2 separate regions of the Zea mays genome follow, and region 2 is linked to region 1. A link is a contact called in public Hi-C data. All regions are on one chromosome and are shown on one strand. The core of a region is the stretch at or near the end of the contact, and the rest is flanking DNA. Distances in the headings are between cores, read along the strand shown. Region 1 holds the start of LOC100281173 (cytokinin-O-glucosyltransferase 3). Region 2 holds the start of LOC100279556.

Region 1 (3,433 bases), core at 467-2,966:
GACACGCTTCCTGATAGCACTTGGTGCGGCTGAAGGGCTTTCATACCTACATCACGACTGCAAGCCTCGTATCATCCACCGTGATATCAAATCTAATAACATTTTACTTGATGAAAACTTTGAAGCCCATGTTGGTGATTTTGGGTTAGCAAAGGTGATTGACATGCCATACTCGAAGTCAATGTCTGCAATTGCAGGTTCATACGGCTATATAGCACCAGGTGAGTCTGAGTTTACTTGACATCCGGTTCTTTGAACTTTCTGTTGCATGTTCACTACTGATCTGTGTATTGTGCTCTTTACTTGAAGCTATCGGTCAAACTTAGTGCTACTAGGTGTGGGTGTTGCCATATATATTTTACACAGGACAATGTCTAAATTTATGTAGTGTTTTGTTTGCTGGTAGAGTTATTCTTCATTGGGCGTTACTTTGCAATAAATATTATTATAATGTTGGTTTTCCCACAAAAAATGGCAGCAAGGAAACTTTAAGCTTATGCTGACATCTGGATTTTATATTAATAAAACCAACTAGGCAACTTTTCCTCGAACCATTGTGGTGATATATTGCTGTGGGGGTTTCCATATCTTGGTGATTTTCAATGTTTAAAGACTTGATATCTTGAAATGTGAGCTGAATATTATTCATATATCTACTTGATATCCCACCCTTGTGCCAGAAGCTCACAGACATCCATTTGCTGGTTAAGTCCTTTCGGTTTTGTGCTAGTAAACTACAAGCTGATGCCTACTGTGAAGTACTAACCTAGTCCTCTTGTTTTGACCAGAATATGCTTATACCATGAAGGTTACTGAGAAATGTGATATATATAGTTATGGCGTCGTGCTGCTGGAGCTGCTAACTGGGCGTGCCCCTGTGCAACCCTTGGAACTAGGAGGCGATCTGGTAACATGGGTAAAGAACTACATCAAGGACAATTGTTTGGGTCCAGGGATCCTCGATAAAAAAATGGATTTACAAGATCAAAGTGTTGTCGATCATATGATCGAGGTCATGAAAATTGCTTTGGTATGTACTAGCTTGACTCCGTACGAGAGACCACCAATGCGGCATGTTGTAGTCATGTTAAGCGAGTCTAAAGATAGGACGAGGGTCAGCTCTGCATCCTCGCCTGCCTCTGATGATTCTTCAAAGAAGGATGACTCATAATGTATTTATAATATGTTCGATTAGCCAAAGGTAATACACATTTTTTTACTGACTTTTCCTAGTATTGATAGTAATTAGTAGGGTTCTTGTAATCTGCATTCATTATTTGTGTCAGCATTTCGTAGGGAGAAATATGATAGTGGTTCATAGTTTCGTAGTGTCATTGTATGCCGTTGTCTCAGAAAGGTTTCAGACTAGCATGAAGCATTTGAGGCACGTGACGGTCTTACTGATGCCGTTGTCTCTCAGAAAGGCTTCCTCTTCTCTGCAGATGTTCATTGTTCAGTTAATTCTATATGCGTCGGTGCATTCTTACTCGAGTTACAAGTACACTAGGAACACCTGTCAGGTAGCCAATTCTGTAATATTCTCCAACATGAACTGCAGTGCAGATCATATGTAATCATCGATCATATGCAATCGCTCTTTGTAGCTGTTAACCTGTAGCCTCTGATCGTTGTTGCTGAGTCGTCTTTCTCTTCCCCTTGGCATGTCCGTACCAAAAAATAAGTTATGAAACCACGAAGTCGCGCCCACCAACGGACGCTGCCTCTAAAAAAGCAGATCAGCGCGTTGTCGCAGCGTCGGAGCACAAGCGACATCGCTCCCCGGGGGCCGTCGGCCGGCGACCGGCGACTTCCGCAGTAGAACCAACTCCACCCACCCATCCACTTGGCCAGCAGCTTCTTGCCTGCATCAATTGCCATGGCGGCGGTGGAAGCGAAGAGGAGCCCACACTTTGTTCTCTTTCCCTTCCTGGCTCACGGCCACGTCCCTGTCTTCCTCCGCCTGGCTGGCCTCCTCCGCGCGCTCCGCCCAGGGCTCGAGGTCACGCTCGTCTCCACCCCGCGGCTCCTGGGCTCCCTCACGCTCCCGCCTGCCTCCCCACCCGTGCGCCTCCACGCGCTCCCGTTCGTCCCCGCCGACCACGGCCTGCCCCCAGGCGCTGACTCCCTCGCCGATGTCCAGATCCACCAGTTCATCACCTTCTTCACGGCCTCCGAGTCGCTCCGCCCTGCGTTCGAGAAGTTCGTCTCCGGCATCGGTTCCCCAGTCTGCATCGTCGCCGATGCCTTCTTCGGGTGGACGGCCGAAGTCGCGCGCGCGCGGGGCGCGTCCCACGCGGTGTTCCTTCCCGGCGGCGCGTTCGGCAACGCCGTGTTCTTCTCCGTGTGGGAGCACCTCCCGCACGCCCTTACGGCCGCCGACGAGTTCCCGCTGCCGGATTTCCCAGACGTCGTTCTCCACCGCACGCAGATCCCGAGGTTCATCCTCTCTGCCACGGGGGCGGACCCCTGGACGGCCTTCTTCCGGCGCGTCATCGCCTCCTGCCGCAAGACCGACGCTCTCCTTGTCAACACCGTCCGGGAACTGGAACCCTCCGGCCTCGACATGCTCCGGAGAAGCTTCGGCGTCCAGCCATGGCCAATCGGGCCAGTCCTCGCAGAGCCGACGGCCCCGTCGTCAGACTCGCGGGACGACGCCAGCATCATCCGGTGGCTGGACACGCACCCGCCGCGCTCGGTGCTGTACATATCATTCGGATCGCAGAACAGCATCAGCGCGGATCAGATGATGGAGCTCGCGCTGGGGCTGGAGGCGAGCGGTCGCCCCTTCCTCTGGGCGCTCCGCCCGCCGCTGGGGTTCGACGCGAAGGACGTGTTCAGGCCCGAGTGGCTCCCGGCTGGCTTCGAGGAGCGAACGGCGAGGGCGAATGTGGGACTGCTGGCGCGCGGGTGGGCGCCGCAGATGCGGATCCTGTCGCACCCGTCCACCGGCGCGTTCCTGAGCCACTGCGGGTGGAACTCCGTCCTCGAGAGCCTGTCCCGCGGCGTGCCGCTGATCGGGTGGCCGTTGGGCGCCGAGCAGTTCTTCAACGCAAATCTCGCGGTCGAGTGGGGCGTCTGCGTGGAGCTGGCGCGCGGGAACCTGGAGAGCTCCGCGGTGGAGAGCAGGGCGGTGGTCGAGGCCGAGCGGACGGTGATGGGGGACACGGCGAAGGGTGATGAGATGAGGAGGGTGGTGGCGGCGATCGCACGCACCATGGAGGCCGCGTGGGAAGCGCCTGGCGGGTCGGCGGCGGAGAGCCTGGAAGGGTTCCTGCGATGCGTTGAACCCTGAGATGCCCCGCTTTGAGATGGTTGCGCGAGGAATCTGCAACTAAGTACGCGCGCGGGAAATCTGTGTTAAGAATTCCTCAACTACAAAGGACGACGGATTGATGGGATTACGGCTCCTGTTGCATTGTAACAGAAACGGATT
Region 2 (3,433 bases), core at 343-2,842, 220 kb after region 1:
TTTCCCCTCGAGGGATTTTTCTAGGTCGGACGTTGTCTCGTCCCTTTTGTTGCTCACAACCAATGGGTTGGTGAGGTTCGCGAGGCCCACTATTGGATTTCGGGATCCAGTTGGGCATTATAAGTAGAGGGTCCGTCCGCGCTGCCGCTTACCCCGTATCGACTTTGGTTGTCGCTCCCTTGCTTCCCCCAAAAATGGCATTCTATCGGGAGGGTAATGTTGTTCAAAACCCTTTGGGATCCTCTCAGCTAACCATGGATAGTAGCAAGTGTCCCCCTCCGGGGTGTCCTCACTAAGGTCGGCCCAAGAGTCGCTCGCCACGGGAAATGTGGGTGGTTTTTGGGACCTTATCCCTTTCTTGCTCCTATATCTTCATGGTGACAAGCTTTCTTCATAGGGGCGATGGGCTCAAGTGCTGGAGGAGAGATCATATCGCTCTCATCCTCCCCCTTGACCTCTCCGAATGAAGAATCAAGGGCCGACCCTCGCTGCGGTGAGCCCACGTCGTCGTTCCCGGTGGCCGACGCTACCAGCGCACCGACCATTGTTGGCTGCTCCATGGTAGCAACAAGATGTGGTTGCACGGGGTGTGTCACCATTCAGTAAACCTAAAATATAACCACAAAATTAAATATATAAGTTAGCAGCGCACTTGAGGAACATAGAAAACAAGCTTCAATTTGAGCAGAGATTATAACAAGTGTTATATCACTCCAGTCTCTTGAATACAAGCTGACATAAATACAACTGTCAGGTGGTTCATTACTTTATGCTCAAGGTTACCATGCTGGTATGCATGATTCCTGGAGGTTTATCCACAACTAATCAAACAAACCGGGTGATTCAACCATGACTAAGGCATTGTTCGTTTGTGCCGGATTGGTGGGTCGGAACGATTCCTAGCCGGATTACTTCTCTAATTTACATAAACTTTGATTAGCTGAAACGATTTCGGGTGCAATCCGACACAAACGAACAAGACCTAACGGATGTCAATGAAATTGTAGGTGTAGGGTACTGGAAATCTGGAATAGGAACCGTTGGAACAGTAAATCTGTAAATGTCAGTTCCATTCTCTTTTTATTCGGTAATGATAATGATATTTGAGTTGTGTCAATGTGTGCACGTCCCAGAAAGACTCTCAGTATCAATGGTGAGAATTTTTCTTTGCAAGGTACATCATGCAAATTATTAAAAACATTGCAAACAACAACAAAAAAATCATCAAGCTGCGAATGGTCTAACCCTGGACAATGGACATAGCAGTTAATAAAGTTGAGACAAGTGAGTAGAAATATTTCAGTTATTCAAGACATGTTAAACGTAAGATCATATAAAGTAACTAAAAATATCGCCTCTTAGATGAAACAGTTAGTATGCTTCATTCAAGGAATAAGAACAAAAGAATACCCTCAGTTTCTTATGCTGTGCAAGAACCTGTGGAGGAACAAGCGATGACAGTTAGCAGAGCGGTCTTGTAATGCAGAATAAGTGGGTGTTCTGTGAACCTGTAATAATAGAGCATCCCGTCCTCCGCCCCCGCCTTCCCTTCCCACGCCGCCCGTGCCGCCCCAGATCGGCAAATCCGCCCGCATCTACCCCGCGCGCGTCCCGGATGGCCACTTCTTCCTCCGCCCGCCCCGGGGTTCCGTAGCATGGGCCACTCTCTCTCCTCGCATTCCAAATCCACCCTCTCCTCCCCGCCGCGCCGCAGCAGGTCGCTCTCGCCGATGAGTCCGCCGCCGCTGCGGCTGACCGCGCCGATGCAGATCGCTGCGGAGGACAGCGGCAGTGACAGTTCCTCCTCGTTTGCGCCGCCCGCCCGGGACTACACCCAGGACCTGCCCGACGAGATCCTCGCGCTCGTCTTCGCGTCGCTCTCGCCCACCGACCGCAACGCCTGCTCCCTCGCCTGCTCGCGCTGGATGGAGGTCGACGCCACCACGCGCCACCGCCTCTCCCTCGACGCCCGCGCCGCGCTGGGCAACGCTGCCCCCGCGCTGTTCGCGCGGTTCACGGCCGTCACGAAGCTGGCGCTCCGCTGGGCGCGCGGGTCGGGCGCGGACAGCCTCTCCGACTACGGCGCTGCGGCGGTGGCCACCGCGCTGCCCTCGGGGCGCCTCTCCAGGCTCAAGCTCCGCGGCCTAAGGCAGCTGTCCGACGCCGGTCTAGCCTCGCTCGCTGCTGCCGCGCCAGCGATCCGCAAGCTCTCCGTTGCGTCCTGCACCTTCGGACCCAAGGCATTCGTCGCCGTGCTCCAGTCCTGCCCCCTCCTCGAGGACCTCTCCGTCAAGCGCCTCAGGGGCCTACCAGACACGGCCGGTGCCACCACTTCCATTGCTGAGGACATCAAATTTCCACCGGCTTCGTCCCTGCGTTCTGTTTGCCTCAAGGATCTATATAGCGCTCTATGCTTTGTGCCGCTTGTGGCATCCTCACCAGAACTCCGCTCGCTCAAGATACTGCGGTGCTCCGGCGCCTGGGACCTGCCATTGGAGGTCATCACTGCACGTGCTCCTGGACTTGTTGAGCTTCACCTCGAGAAACTACAGGTCGGCGACCGTGGGCTTGCTGCGCTTTCTGCCTGTGCCAATCTGGAGGTCCTGTTCCTTGTCAAGACCCCTGAGTGCACTGATTCGGGCATCATCAGTGTTGCCGAGAAGTGCCACAGACTACGCAAGCTGCATGTTGATGGGTGGCGCACAAACCGGATTGGGGATTTTGGACTCATGGCTGTGGCACGAGGATGTCCAAATCTGCAGGAGCTCGTTTTGATAGGGGTCAACCCCACCGTGCTGAGCCTCCGGATGCTTGGCGAGCACTGTCGGACACTGGAACGACTTGCACTTTGTGGGTGTGAAACTGTGGGGGATGCTGAGATCATTTGCTTGGCTGAGCGCTGGGCTGCGCTCAAGAAGCTCTGCATCAAGGGGTGCCCAGTATCAGATCGTGGGATGGAAGCACTGAATGGTGGTTGTCCTAGTTTAGTCAAGGTGAAGCTGAAGAGATGCCGTGGAGTGTCATACGAGTGCATTGAGAACCTGAAGGTTACTAGGGGGGGATCATTTTCCATCAGCTTGGATATTGTGTTGGAGCATGATGCTAGGAGTGCTAGTGAAAATGGTGCCCAGGAGAACGGACAAGCACAAATTACTGCGCTGACTGATCAAATGGCAGGCATGGACCTTCCAGTCAATGCTGCTGGCGCACAATCATCGACTCATACAATTACCAGGATGAGGAGCGTCGTGTCAGCACTCCGGCGTAGGTTTGGCAATCCTCCGCCACCGTGATTTGTGATTGAAATTAATGAACTGTTTTTACAGCTTTCCATTTTCTAATGAAACATTCATGTTGCCTAAGACTTCCATTATTTCTGGTCAGTGCAAGATAACCGCCTATGGATGCTTCTGCATGTAGTTTTTATTAATCC

Evidence for each region. A called contact is a pair of places that touch in the nucleus more often than the background predicts.
Region 2: a contact with region 1 is called in a Hi-C map of leaf, with 8 times the contacts expected there. The contact joins the promoter of LOC100279556 here to the promoter of LOC100281173 in region 1. A contact is called at or near these places in 17 of 25 Hi-C or Micro-C datasets (bundle sheath, ear, endosperm and 5 more) and 1 of 3 datasets of contacts at active chromatin or transcription factors (seedling).

Annotation. Positions count from the first base shown.
Region 1 is chr2:32,156,814-32,160,246 of Zm-B73-REFERENCE-NAM-5.0, forward strand. LOC100281173 (cytokinin-O-glucosyltransferase 3) reads left to right here and starts at 1,717. Exons shown (of 1, transcript NM_001154092.2): 1 at 1,717-3,433. The coding sequence starts at 1,877. The coding sequence ends at 3,292. It overlaps LOC112136070, which reads left to right. Exons shown (of 2, transcript NM_001361083.1): 1 at 1-221; 2 at 789-1,619. The coding sequence ends at 1,171.
Region 2 is chr2:32,376,192-32,379,624 of Zm-B73-REFERENCE-NAM-5.0, forward strand. It overlaps LOC100279556, which reads left to right and starts at 1,593. Exons shown (of 1, transcript NM_001152553.1): 1 at 1,593-3,433. The coding sequence starts at 1,656. The coding sequence ends at 3,293.